Regions from separate parts of the Mus musculus genome. Here all the other regions are linked to region 5. Evidence: chromatin contacts called from public capture Hi-C and promoter capture Hi-C data. All regions are on one chromosome and are shown on one strand. The core of a region is the stretch at or near the end of the contact, and the rest is flanking DNA. Distances in the headings are between cores, read along the strand shown. Region 1 holds the start of Ms4a7 (membrane-spanning 4-domains, subfamily A, member 7). Region 2 holds the start of Ms4a6c (membrane-spanning 4-domains, subfamily A, member 6C). Region 3 holds the start of Ms4a4a (membrane-spanning 4-domains, subfamily A, member 4A). Region 4 holds the start of Ms4a1 (membrane-spanning 4-domains, subfamily A, member 1). Region 5 holds the start of Mrpl16 (mitochondrial ribosomal protein L16).

Evidence for each region. Promoter capture Hi-C pulls out the DNA fragments that hold promoters and counts their contacts. Capture Hi-C pulls out chosen DNA fragments and counts their contacts.
Region 1: a contact with region 5 is called in a promoter capture Hi-C map of liver. A contact is called at or near these places in 11 of 39 promoter capture datasets (3T3-L1-derived adipocytes, the HPC-7 cell line, HPC-7-derived erythroid cells and 7 more), 17 of 484 Hi-C or Micro-C datasets (the AML12 cell line, CD4 T cells, CD4 single positive thymocytes and 10 more), 5 of 130 datasets of targeted methods (the SCID.adh cell line, bone marrow-derived macrophages, double positive thymocytes and 2 more) and 2 of 9 other capture datasets (liver and macrophages).
Region 2: a capture Hi-C map of macrophages shows a contact between it and region 5, with 2.8 times the contacts expected there. A contact is called at or near these places in 3 of 39 promoter capture datasets (the 3T3-L1 cell line, hippocampal neurons and liver), 4 of 484 Hi-C or Micro-C datasets (CD8 T cells, adipose-derived mesenchymal stem cells, cerebral cortex and 1 more), 4 of 130 datasets of targeted methods (bone marrow-derived macrophages, effector CD8 T cells and memory CD8 T cells) and 2 of 9 other capture datasets (liver and macrophages).
Region 3: a contact with region 5 is called in a promoter capture Hi-C map of hippocampal neurons, with 8 times the contacts expected there. A contact is called at or near these places in 12 of 39 promoter capture datasets (the 3T3-L1 cell line, 3T3-L1-derived adipocytes, the C10 cell line and 7 more), 19 of 484 Hi-C or Micro-C datasets (the G1E-ER4 cell line, bone marrow-derived macrophages, brain and 11 more), 11 of 130 datasets of targeted methods (CD8 T cells, the SCID.adh cell line, acute myeloid leukemia and 7 more) and 4 of 9 other capture datasets (adipose tissue, embryonic stem cells, liver and 1 more).
Region 4: a promoter capture Hi-C map of liver shows a contact between it and region 5, with 3 times the contacts expected there. A contact is called at or near these places in 6 of 39 promoter capture datasets (the 3T3-L1 cell line, embryonic stem cells, liver and 2 more), 1 of 484 Hi-C or Micro-C datasets (B cells), 1 of 130 datasets of targeted methods (large pre-B cells) and 2 of 9 other capture datasets (embryonic stem cells and liver).

Annotation. Positions count from the first base shown.
Region 1 is chr19:11,334,858-11,337,557 of GRCm38.p6, forward strand. It overlaps Ms4a7 (membrane-spanning 4-domains, subfamily A, member 7), which reads right to left and starts at 1,289. Exons shown (of 7, transcript NM_027836.6): 1 at 1,150-1,289.
Region 2 is chr19:11,468,076-11,470,775 of GRCm38.p6, forward strand. It overlaps Ms4a6c (membrane-spanning 4-domains, subfamily A, member 6C), which reads left to right and starts at 1,293. Exons shown (of 7, transcript NM_028595.4): 1 at 1,293-1,481.
Region 3 is chr19:11,374,160-11,376,859 of GRCm38.p6, forward strand. It overlaps Ms4a4a (membrane-spanning 4-domains, subfamily A, member 4A), which reads left to right and starts at 1,329. Exons shown (of 7, transcript NM_001310331.1): 1 at 1,329-1,472.
Region 4 is chr19:11,264,880-11,267,579 of GRCm38.p6, forward strand. It overlaps Ms4a1 (membrane-spanning 4-domains, subfamily A, member 1), which reads right to left and starts at 1,270. Exons shown (of 7, transcript NM_007641.6): 1 at 1,169-1,270. All of the region lies in intron 1 of 4930526L06Rik (RIKEN cDNA 4930526L06 gene), which reads left to right.
Region 5 is chr19:11,768,982-11,771,681 of GRCm38.p6, forward strand. Mrpl16 (mitochondrial ribosomal protein L16) reads left to right here and starts at 1,434. Exons shown (of 4, transcript NM_025606.3): 1 at 1,434-1,543; 2 at 1,821-1,886. The coding sequence starts at 1,489.

The DNA.
Region 1 (2,700 bases), core at 39-2,538, 430 kb before region 5:
CTCTCTCCTCTTTATGTAAGATTTTACACAAATTATAACACTGTACAAATGGTCATTCCAACCATTTAGAATTCTTATCAATCTTTGACTAATTACAATAGCCTTAAGTATAAAAGGCAAACGTTATATTCTGACATGCTGCAAACATTGTTAAACCTCAAAAACAAAATCTTAAATGAAGTCAAGGAAGTCAGATGCTGCGTGGTTCTACTTATGAGGTACCCCTACTACTCAGTTTTGTAGAAAAGTAAAATGGTGGGGGAGGGGTGGGTGAAGAGCAGTTGTTTAGTGGATTGTCATGGGGGTGCCAAGCATGAATGAATCGAATGCCACTGAATCACACACTTCCAGTAGTTAGAACGCTACAGTTATGTAATTGGATTTTAAACTAGAATTAAAAATCCAAATGATAAATTCAAATGAATGCATTTCATTAGACTGAATGTATAATCATGGTCATTTTGGTTCCTTCTATTTTTGTTATCACTATGAACAATGCTGTAAGAAACACCTGTGCATTTTAAAACACATAGAACTTATGCTTATTTTATATGTTCAATTATCTATTTATGATAGCATATAGAGATGTATTTCCTGAATTTAAGCTATTCTTAAAATATGGCTATTTTGGAAGGAACTCTACATAATGATGTTTCTTACATTTTATAGTATGTCTGGCAACTGACACCATCACCTCCCAATCCAACTATGCTTTGTTCTTCACCATTCATTATGTTCACATGAAGTGGGAATGGCCCTTAGCTTTCGAAAAGAGTTCCAAAATCTCTTCTATTCAGGCAAACACCTCTGCACACAGTGCTTTTCTGTGTTGCAATGTTAGATTAGAACCATAGTTTCCAAGTTAAACATTTTCTCAAATGTCAGTCTTCTTTGAGAACATGTTTTATAAGACTAAGTGGCAAGAGTAGGGAAATTAAGGGAACTAACTATATAAGGTCATCACTTCAAATCTCAACTGATCTCAAAGGTGCTTTCCTTTTTGACAAGTAAGTAAACTGAGGCTTCAAATGGGCCTCACCAACTATTGCAAGTGGTCAACAGAAAAAACAGGATGAAAATCCATTTCCCAGACTGTCTATTTAGAGCACAACATCTCCCAGTGGTACGATTCCAACCCAAAGTTCCTACCTGTCCTCACAGCCCTGTCCTGTGTGCTGCAGCTCCTGGGCCTGCTCACTCTGCTCCTGGGAGAACTCAGACTCAACCTCTTACCAGCTGTTTCCTCCAGAAGTTGCACTGTCTGCCTTTGACACTCAGTCATTTTGTGTGCTTTCCCCGGAAGTACTCGTGATTACACAGGGTGTGAGTTTGCAGTAATTACAAGTAGTAGGAAAACGAAGAGCTGCTCTGCTTCCCCTTTCTGAAGTTTGAGGTTTGGAAAAATAACACAAAATAAAATCATCTCACGAAACAAATTTGGTCAAGTAGGGAACGATTCCTTGCATTTCTATATTGCATTAAGTCTGTCCCCTTCTGAATGAGAGATATTAGAATTCACCGTCTGACTTACAGAATTAATGAGGAAGGGAGTAAGGAGTTCATGAAAATCAGAGTTATTGGATTTGAGAACATTTGGACTTGAGAGAGCTTATTGATATGGAGATAATTTCCAGCTGGTTGGAAACCACTTTTAAAAGCGTAAACCTCAGTAGCAGCTCCCAAGGTTAATACTTGTTTCTTCCAATGGAGTATCACTGAATATACAAACCACACTCAAGGGAGTAGACGGCCATCACAAAACGAACTCCATGGTATTTTTGGAGATGTTTATCTCATAATGTTTTGCTTGGCCACTGTTTTTTTTTTAAACCTTAACTTGTATTTTGATTATCCTTATGGCATCTGATTTTTTTGTTTTCTGGCTTTGTTTGTGTGTCTCTCTGCATGTGTATGTGTTTCTTGTGATTTTTCTCTTTTATTTACTCTATTTCTCTGTTTGCTTTGTTCTATTCTGGTTTGTTTATTTACTGGCCTGTTTGGTTTCTAAAGAGAGAAAGACATGGAGTTGGAAGGGTGGGGAGGTGAAGATCTGGGAGGAGGAGAAGAAACAGTGGTCAGAATATACTGTAGAAAAGCAAATTTCTATTTTCAATAAAAATATTTTTAATTAAAATGAAGTATGTCTCAAAATAGCTCCAAAATAAGTTAAAAACAAGAACAAGCAGAAATCCAGTCCATACCTGTTGCATAAGTCTAAAAGAGGATGGCCTATAAGATGACAAAAGGAAGTAGAAGAGGAATACTATAGAGAGGAAGAGAAAGATGGAGATTCCAATGCCATGCTAGATGCTCATATACAACTAGTGTACTTGAAGCTAAAACTGTTATTGATATAAATCAGCATGGCTCCAAGAAGTTCTGAGCAGACAAACACGAATGGTCAGGCTTTATGTGTGCTGTAAGAATGACTTTGTTTCAAACCTGAGCATAAATTAATTACTTTGACTTGTTTGTTTTGTTTAGTTTTAATTCTACGCGATAGCACGAACCCTTTATTTGTAGTCTTGCTTTCTGTGGTTTCATTATCCACAGTTCACCACAGTATAAAATGTTCATAGATAGTTGTAAACACAAAGATTTGTTAGTTTTAAGTTTCCGTTCTGTGAAGTGTGGTGAAATTGTACCATAAGTGAGACAGACAGACAGAGAATTCAAGTTAACCACAGCATATTATAATTG
Region 2 (2,700 bases), core at 43-2,542, 300 kb before region 5:
AGGCATCAGGTATCCCTCAGTCAAGCTCCCTAGAGCCTAAGCCTTGGGCAGCAGCACTGAGTCAATAGTACCCATTCTTGTGAAAAAAGCCAGGTGTGCTTTGTAAAGGATCTCAATGTAACATTACATCGTTGTGAGCTTGGGCCTGAGTTTAGTGCTATCCGAAAACCTTTTGTTCCACATTGTGCTGTGCTTAATGTGGCTAAAGTAAAACAATTGGGGCCAGATTCTAGAAGTCGTGGTCCGGCACCAGTTACAACAAAATGGGGCTGAGCTGAGTTTCATTCTTGTCTCTTCCTAAATCTTTTTGTTATTGTTGTTGTTTTGCCTGCTGTGAAACCTGCAGGGAATCACCACACCACAACCCTCTGATGTGACAGTGGCTCACACTGGCTCCCTAGGTTCCTTCTGGTTGACTCCAAGGAAAGAAGGAAGGAAGTTTTCAGAGTGTGGCTGTCCAGTTGCTGCAGCTGGCTCTGGCTCCCCTGTGAAATTAATTATGTCAAAGTCAGCTTCTGAATTGTGCCTACCCAAGGGCCTGAAAGCCACAGGGACACATGTCTTCATGACTGTGTCTGGAGTGCAGGATTGTTGAAGTCATTCCTGGTGTGTTGAAACGTCTCTGCTTGCTCCTCTCCTGATCTATTACTTTTCTAGAAGTGTCCAGTAATTCCCTGGTCACATCCCCTGTTAGAGAAGTCCAGTGGTCTAGAAGAAGGTTAGAAGAGATGAGGAAGGCTCTAAAGAGAGTATCAATTAACCAGCGAGTGCTGAAAAACTGTGTACAGAGTGTTTTGGTTTGATTTTTCAGAAGCTGAGGAATTGTTGAAGAAAGTATGAATAACAAAGTACCTAAAATACTGTAAAACATTCAATTGTTACAATTGATGATACATTACTGTGTGTTCAGTAGTGTATTACAATATAATAAAGTAATATATCAAAACCCAAGGTCGTGATTACTATTATCATACTTTATTATACATTGAGATCTGTTTTATTCATCAGTATTACTACAACTTGTAATATCATTAGTTATCAAGATAGTCCTTTAAATTCTACTTAGAAGAAACACAGGTCCTTCAGAAAACTTTCTTCTTAATGGCTTTTCCCAGCTTGTTGCTGTTTTCAGTTTAACGCTTAAACAACTGAAGTTCAAGAAAGTGAACTTGGGCTTCAAGTGGAGCTGGTGCGTGTTGGGACTTACTACCCCCCCCCCCCCACTCTCTCAAATCTCTTAGTGATTTTTCTGAAGTTACTGGGACTTTCTGATATAGGAAGTACAGGCACAGTAACAGTCCACAGCCTGTAAGCACCACTTCCCTTCCCGTGCAGCGAGCACAGAAGAAGGAAGGACTGGAGACAGTTACAAGTTCACAAGAAGGAACCAAGGATCAGCCTGAGAGAACCCAGAGTTAAGGCTCTTAGGGTTTCTGAGAGCTCGGCTGGAAGTGACTGGGTGACAAGGCACACAGGCTCAGGTAGGCAACCCTGAAGGGACTTCCCTCTGTGTAGCACTCTGTTTCTGGGACTGAGTTACAAGAACTTGCTGATGCTCATGAAAGCAGTGGAGACACGGGGCCTCTTTAGAACTAAATGGGCAAAGGCACAGGGCATCTGGCTTACCTCTGTCCTGGCCACTTTAGCTGCATGATCTTGGTGATCACTGACATAAGGAGCAGAGCTCCCAGGTCATTTACTGATTAGGCAGCCTAAGGGCTGAGAATAGCACAGAGAACAGAAGGGAGCTAAGATGAGCTCAGAAACCCATTCCCCAGGCAACTTGGTTCTTTTAACTAACAGGGATATAATTGTCGGGAGTGTGACAAAACTTGAACCACAGCTTAGGACTCCAGGATTTCTCATGCTATTGCATTAAACTGCTTCTCCACACTGAAGAGACTCAGACACAGACTGCCATTGGCAGGTGGGAAAATAAAGAGAAGAACCAGAGTCAGAGACAGCTGGAGTCCAACACACAAGTGTGTGTAGGCAACTGGTCAATAAAGAGAACTTTGCCTATTTATTTAACAATGATTTTATGTTGCTCTACAAAGCATAAATTACTTCCACGTGTACATCAAATTGTTAATTCTGAATTTCTTCTAATTGTGATTTTATTAACATAAAGGATTGGCTTGGTGAAGAAAAACCCTACAAGATCATGTGAACTAAAATATGATAAAATGGGAAGTGCTAATTCTTAAACTGGCACCATTAGACACTCAAAACAGGCAAATGGGGTTACATATTTGAGTGGTACCTAGCATGGATTGGAAAGCATAAAAGTTGACTTTAATAACTCAAGGCTAGCAAAGTAACTGGACAGTGAATGCCATTGAATAAAGACAATGCAATTGTTCTAGGTGAAGTTGGAGCTACATTTGACAAATTTCATGTGAAAATGTGTGCATAGACACAGGAACTTGTAAGGATTCAGGCTTTCCCTGCCTATGATGTGTTTATTATAAACTCACTGGGTTCTGTTTAATATTATGGGGAAATAACTCCTAAATTTGAGATGTGGTGGTTTTACATTTCCCTATACCACCACTTTCTTCTTCCGAAGAACAAGTCAAGGATGCAAAATGGTGCACAGTCTGGGAGGTGGGGGCAGAACTGGGAAGCATAGTTTGTTTTGTTTGTAGTTATTTTATATTTAAAGTCAAAGCACTTAATTTCTTACTGAAAATTCATATA
Region 3 (2,700 bases), core at 79-2,578, 390 kb before region 5:
TCCTTTTGTATGTCATCACTTCTGGAAAGTCTTCTCTTTATTTCCAAGGCTGGGGTCAATGGGGTTCGATGATGACTGACTTAGTTTGTTATATGTTACCTTGCAGGGCACTGGTTAGCCAGGATTTTAGCATGTTTATTTGTGTGTTGACTCGTCTGAATTACCCAGACAGACACAGAACCAGAGTCTATTTATATTTTCTATACCATCTTATCTATGGCACATTGCTGGATATATGGACATTTTTCTTTAAGAAATTATTGAATGACTAAAAATTACCAACCACTTTCCTTTCCTCTTTTCTGTTGTTGGATGTATCTGTCCTTTGAGATCCTCAGCAAGTTGAAGTTTTGATCTTCAGTGGGGAAATGTGAAGGCAGGTAGAAGCTTTAAGATGTGTTGCCTAGAGATGAGACAACGTGTCTTTATCTTTTCACCTTTCCATCTGATCTCATCTCTTAGCCAGCTTCCCACCATTTTCCTATCTTTCATGGTGTGTTGAGCCCAGAGATCCCTAACTAAGACCAGCAAGGCCATGCTTTTGAGATTCTAAAACTGTGAGTGAAGTGTGTATTTTTATATATAAATTATACAACACCAGATATTACTTTACAGAATTGGAAAATAGACTAATGCTTACATTAATCTTAAGATTATTTTATTTTATCAACGAACAATCAATCCTATATTCTGGAAGATGACAAGATCATGTAGGCAATGATTGAAATAGATTTGTCTTTAATGTGTCTTTGGCTTAGAAATGGGTTATTTACTTTAAAATTGCAAAGCACTATTTACTTCTTTGTAACCAATGTGCTGCCACCTGATGGACCTTCGTAGTAAACCCCAAATGGTAGCACTTCATAAAAACCACACACGAAAAGCATGCATTGAAAGTTTTCTAGGAAAAGAAATGTATCAAGAAAATGTATGAAATTGTTATAAACAGGCATTTGCTAGTTTTGACTGTTTTGAGAGAGGTTCTCCTTATGTAGCTCAGGCTGGCTATAAGTCACAATTCTCCTGCCTCAGACTCCTGGATAAAGGGAAATGGGATTCCAAGAATAAATCACCAACAAATGGGATTTTCCCGGCGATTGAAGGGCCATGATATTGACTTTGGTCTGCTGAGTATGGACTTACACTGATATGCTCAGTAAAACCTGTGCTGCTGCTTTTTTGTAAGAGAGATTGTGACAGCCACTGTTTTTCTAGTGGATTTTAAAGAAGCCACATGTACACAACTAGGATGCAGAGTCAGGGGATACTTCAGCTAATAAAAAGGGAACTAGCTGTGTTTTTTGAGATCCTCAGCAGTAACCTTTAGGATTTAGAAAACATACTAGACTTCAGCTTTAGTCACACATGAGCTGTGACGGGCAAGTCATTGCATCTGAACAAAGAGCCCGAGGCACATTCCTAGAGACAGCTCCTCATCTGACACATAACAGGCTGTCCAGTTGAGAAGGAAGGTAGGTGCTGACTTACCTTTCCTAGGCTTTTGTGATGATGGTTTTTCATCTCTTGTTCTAGGAAAACTGGGAGTAGAATAAGGGGGGAAAAAGGCCTTGTTCTCTGGTACAAGCCACCATTCTGAATGTGAAGAAGGGTGTAAAGAGTTCACATGTACTTTGGGGTCTTTTGAGGAGCAATCTGTGCTGCAACCCTGGGAGGCAAGAAAAAAAAAAAAGGTCTGGTAAGAGCCAAAAGAAGGGTCTAAATAAGATTTTAGTTGTTTTTGCTTTTCAAAATGGAACCAGTATCTCCACCTTTGATCATTTCTGAATGTCTTTTCTTCTATTGTATTTGTTCTCATCTAATACTATTATTTTTAATAGTTAATAAACACCTGCCACATGCAGAACGTGGTAGAGACTATATAAGGCAAGCTCAACACACCAGTTTAACATACTTAGTCTGATCCTGAGAAAGACTGTGATCTAACCAGGTCCCCACTAATCTTTGGCACCATTCATGGGACTCTTAGAGCATAAACTTAAGCTCCTTTTTAGAAAATCTGTTAATAGAAGAGGCTTGAAGATTCTTAGTTATGGCCATTATGTAAAGGGCAGAGAAAACTGTGTGAGTCTTTCTTCAGATGAAATGGAACATACACAAAAGAGGGAAATCACTAGAAACTTGAATGTTAAGAAAGAGCTTGAAATGCAAGACACACTTATTTCTTAGTGCAAATTTTTTCCATCATTTTTTTCATACTAGTCTTCATTTTCTAAATCTTCTGAATGTATGTCTGGAAAAATAAGGACAAAAGTAATTGCAGTAAACAAATAAACCAAAGTACACATTAAATCTGACTGGAAAGAAACATCTGTCAATTTCCCAACATCTTTGTCCTCTATTGCTCGTGAGGGAAGTCACAAAGAATTGTTCAACACTTCCTTACCATTGTTGGTTAAGTAACTCATATGTGGTAGGGAGATGCATGTGAAGGAAGGCAGAACACATGTGATACTATCAGTTCCCAAGAAGAAATGAGAGTAGACTTTTTGTTGTGATGGCAGAGCAGAAAGGGATGTGGTCAAGATTTTCTGCAATGTAGCTGAATGTGTCTAGAATGCCAGAGCAGGAATAAAATCGATGATGTCTGAAAGCTGAAATATATTCAATGTATTTGATACTCCCAAAACAAAACGGGGCAAAAATAAAAATAATATTAGAAATATAGGTTGGGGTTGAAAT
Region 4 (2,700 bases), core at 20-2,519, 500 kb before region 5:
TCCCGTTTCTCTCCACGTTCTGTCAACCTCCACAAAAGGACCATCATGTTACCTCAGGCTGTTCCTTGGCTGATGGTAAGGATTTCTTCAAAGTCAATAGCCGTTCATGTTTATCACTTTTCTACAACTACTTTTATTGTAGTGTGCCATGTAACTCCTGAAACCCAGTGCCAATCCAGTAAGGGAACTGTGCAGGGGTTATCTGGTAAACCTGCCTCTTGTGATGCTGATGCTGTGAGCTCTGTCTTACACAGACCGTTAAGCTCAGCTTCCTCCTTTGGCAGGTAAATGCTCAGGATGCTTTCTATTCACAAAATGATAACCTCCACTTCATCTGACCATCAGTGAGACAAAACCATTATAAGGAAAACAGGGAAAGTCTCTCTGTCTCTGTGTCTGTCTCTCTGCTGTCTCTCTCTCTCTCTCTCCCTCTCTCTCCACCTCACCTCTACATACATACATACATGCATACTTATTTTACTGTTTAGTTTTAGGAGCACATTAGCACCTGGTTAAAGTCAATCCCTCTATCCTGTCTCTAGCACCCACTCTCACCCTTGGCTTCTTCGATCATAGACAGAAAACAGGATTTGTGCTCAGTATTCCAATGCCACACCGAAAATGCTAGATAGTAAGATTAAAACCATCTATGATGGTGCTTACATTGAAGTTTTATCTTTGGAGACAAAACTCATCGGGAGGAAGAGGAATGGGGCTAGATTCTTGTGGCCAGGATTATTTTCTAATTTGGTTTTAGGCAGTCCTAAAAAGATTCTGTGTTCTAGGTTTAATCTTCATGGTGCAGAGGACCTCAATATTGCTCCCATTTTATGGGTGAGGAAATTGAGGCATGGAGAAGTTTAGTAACTCACCCAAGGTTATGCAGCTTCTCTGTGGTAGTGCCCCAGGTTGAAGACAACATTCTAGAGACCTTTTCTCCTTGTTAGAATCCACTCACCACCCATTGCCCAGAGTCATTTTTGAGAGGGGGAGCAGTTAGGTTAGGGGTAGCCCATCCAGCCTTGAAATCACCACACTTCAGATCATGCTGCCACTTGCCAGGGACACCCCAGACTGAGAGCTGACTCTCTAGTCCCTAAAACCACTCCTTTTCATCTGGCCTTTCCTTTTATTAGAGTCACTAAAACAGAGCAGACCTAACCCTTACCTGGGTCTCCAAGGCTCCAAGGCTCCAAGGCTTAAGGGCCAAATTAGCCACTCACAGCTGAGATCAGTTGGCCTCTTCTATCTCAAGTACTTGAAGATGAGTGCGATAGACCAGACCTGGAGTGGTACCTCTGATTGACACCACGTGACAGGAAATTAGCAGCTTCTGCTACCTTGAGAATCGCTCCAATCACCTTGCTTTGCCTTACCAGGTTTCACTTCTTAAAAATTACCCTGGGGACTGCCTGGTATGCTTCATGCTACCTTAATTAGAAGAACTTCTGCAGCCCCCACCCTGTAAGCAGGTGTGGATGGTGGGTCCCTAAGGGCTGGAAAAGGGCTAGAAATTCTCCAGAGATGGGCTGTTAGAGCTTCACTTTTGGGGCTGAGTAGGTGGTGGTGGGGCACCCATGCAAAAAGTCGGAATCCCTGAGAAGGTACACTTGGGAGCACTGTATCTGTTGGTTTTTAAACAGTCCCGTCATCTGCTCATACTCAAAGCTCTAGAGGGCCATGTAAATCTCACGTCAAATTTAGCAGAAATGGCCTGAAATCTAATTTGTCTCCATAGAACAATGCACCCAGAAGTGTTAGGCAAGACTCAGCTCCCATTTCGGGTGCTGTGAACCGAGACAGCACTTTTACATATGAGCCCACCCTTCTCCTTCCTGCTTCCCTTTCTTTGCAGTATTGCTTAGAGCTGTAGTGGCTGACTTTAGTGTTAGAGCAAGCAGCAAAGTGGAAGAAGTTGGTGATGTGGGGGAAAGTCTATAAACATTTAAGAGGCAAATATTAGATTTTCTCAAGACATATCCTCTTTTCCATATACAACCTCATGCATGTTAGACTTTTTATTAATTTTTTTGTTTAAAGCTGTTTTTGTTTTGTTTTATTATTATTATTTTTATAGTCCAGTCATTACTCCCTCCCTGTCCACACTCCCACAGTTCAACATCCCATTCCTCCCGCTTGTCTTCAAGAGTATGTTCCCTCCAACCCCCACCAGGCCTCCCCACTCCCTGGGGCCTCAAGTCTCTTGAGGGTTAGACGAGTCTTCTCTCACTGAGGCCAGACCAGGCAGTTCTCTGCTGTATATGTGTCAGGGGCCTTAGATTAGCTAGTGTATGCGGCCTGGTTGGTGACTCAGTGTTTGAGTGACCTCAGAGACTGCTGGTCTTTCTATGAGGTCACCCTCTTTAACTTCTTCCAGCCTTTCCCTAATTCAACCACAGGGACCCCCGACTTCAGTCCATTGGTTGGGTATAAGTATCTGCTTCTGTCTCAGTCAGCTGCTTGTTGGGACTCTCAGAGGGCAAGCAAGCTAGGCTCCTATCTGTAAGCACATCATAGCATCAATAATAGTGTCAAGCCTTGGAGCCTCCCCTTGAGATGGATCCTAAGTTGAGCTGTCACTGAATCTCCTTTCCCTCAGTCTCTTCTCCATTTTTATCCCTGTGGTTGTTTTAGACAGGAACAATTCTGGGACAGAGGTTTGACTGTGGGATGGCAATCTCAATCCCTCCACTTGATGCC
Region 5 (2,700 bases), core at 184-2,683:
GCTAATTTCATCTGTCTCCTAAAAGCTTAGATACAAATCCTCTTGTTCTAATCACTACAAAGCTCCAGCCTCAGGAAAAATTATATGTCCAACATTTCCAAAAGGATAATTATACATTATTTCATTTCCCTTCCTTATTAAATTATGGTGTGGTCCATTCACTAGAGCAGCCAATCCCCTTAACGACCCAGCCATCCCTCCAGCTCCTTCTCTTGGATTTCTTAAAGGAAAAACTTTGAAGACAGAACATTACCCCTCTTCTGTGAAGACAAGGCTAAATCTTGAAACCAAACTGATCATTTATAGAAACAAATTAATCCTGTTAATCTATGCCAGCTTGAGATGACCACCATACCAAACCAAAACTGAAGCAATGATCAGCCTAGACCAGGACTGCTTAATTATGCATACTTTTTAGCGGACTCCCCACTCGATGCCCCAGTTTGTCCACTAGTTAAACTTAAAGGTGCCAGGTGTGGTGGTACATGCCTTTAATCCCACACTGTGTAGGCTGAGGCAGACAGATCTCTGTGAGTTCGAGGCCAGCCTATCTACATAGTGAGTTCTAGAACAGCCAGAACTACATAGAGATTTTGTCTCAAATAAATAAATAAATAAATAAATAGCTTAAAGCTCATATCAGGGCCATGAAAATGATCTTGAATGGTCATTGGAGTCCATCATTTATTATTTCAAATGAAGCTACCTTAAATTAATGGCTTTTCGAGGTTACTTTCTTTTAATTAGCATATTAAGGACAGGTGGGACTGCAGAGATGGCTCAGCGGTTAAGAGCACTGACTGCTCTTCCAGAGGTTTTGAGTTCAAATCCCAGAAACCACATGGTAGCTCACAACCATCTGTAATGAGATCTGATGCCCTCTTCTGGTGTGTCTGAGGACAGCTACAGTGTACTTATATATAATAAATAAATAAATCTTTTTTTTTTTTAATTATAAAAGTAAAAGGACAGGTGATCGAACCCAGCCGGTTGGGAATGCCCAAGCCAGTGCTTTTACCTTGAAAACTCCAGCTACAGCTCTTTTGATAGATTTGTCAAGACCAAACTCAGCAAGCGCACAGTAAATAAGCCAATGACAAATCAATAGCATCTTTCTATGTCCCTAGAGAAGAGACATAAATGTACGGAAAGTTAAGGGAACAACTTCTTACAAAACCTCGGGCTTTCGCAGCTTTCTACACCAAGGAGAAAACCCAGAGCTGTCACTAAACAGAAAAAAACTGAGAAGACCCTCGCGGAAACTTGAAACACCTCGGGCGTGGCTTGGCCTGTGGGACCTTTAACCCGCAGATAACCTGCTCCAGAACCAGGTGCTGGAAGTTTCCTCTACTTCCGTCAGGACTCTATAAAAGGTGGGACAGGATGACGTCACTTCCTGTCTTGTGTCCGCGGGCCGGCAAAGCTCTGAACTGGGAAAAGCCACTGTTGTAGTTGAGAGAAACCTGACCCGGCAGCACACGCGTGGCCATGTGGAGGCTGTTGACGCGCGTCCCCGCGCCGCTCCTGCGGATGCACTTTTCAGGTCAGAAACCTGTTTCATCTTTTAAAAAGGCATTTCCCCGATCTTCCTCCCCACATTCCAAAGTCTATGCTTACTGCGATAGGTCCTGCGCTTTCCTTACTTCTTCCACCTCCACTATGCGGAGGCCTGGGTCCTGGTCATGTGCGGGAGACGGTGCTCCGTGAGCCTAGTTGCTTCCTTGGAAGCCCATTTAGTGGAACTCGTACCCCCGTGCTTCTAGACACCTCTGTCAGGAGTGATCAGAGTGTAACAGTAATGGTTTGATTTGTCATTGTAGATTCTTGGGCAGCCCTTCCCACCAGTGCTGGTCTGAAGACGCTCCTCCCAGTTCCAACTTTTGAAAGTGAGTACCTGTCATTTCCACTTATTTTTCTCTGAGAAAAGGCATCGAAGGTGTGTTTGTGCTTCCTCCCTCCGTTGAGTGATTCAACAGATATATGTAAGGAAGGCAAACTGCAGCGAAGTCCCTCGATGTTGCAAAGCAGATAACTATTGGGCTAGTTCCCAGGCATCCTACCACTGATGTGTGGCCCATGATCTACCCAGTCAGCACTAACTGGGCATATATCAGATTTTTTTATCTTCTAAATAATAGTACAGATATGCAGACACTTAGCAATAGTAGCCAGGTGCTCTGCAGTCCTGTACATCTAACTTTTTAATGTACTAAAATCTCCAAAACTGCAAATGGCCTAGACATCTGAGGGTCTTCGGCACATAACTGTTAAACTACTGTGTGGGCTGGAGCAATGGCTCAGCAGTTAATAACACTTGTTGCTCTTGCAGAGAACCCAGGTTCAATTCTCAGAACCCACAAGATTGTTCATAACCATCTGGGACTCCAGCTTCAGGGGTTCCTACATCCTCTTCTGCACATTAATACATGCAGACAAAACACTCCTAACATTTTTGATAAATAAGGTGCTGTGTGTGCTTAGAAGTGCATACTAACTTGCAGATGTAAGAACGTATTACCAGGTCTCACAGTAGCTGCCCATAGAAGTCAGTGAAGGGAGAGTAGTTTTTGTAACTTGGAACAGCAACTTTATTATTCCATTAATGATCTGATGGCCCTTTGAGGCTTCCTGTTTTGTTTATTCTATCATGGAGCCATTCTTTCTCATATTTAATTTTTTTTTTGAGTCACAGTTGTTTTC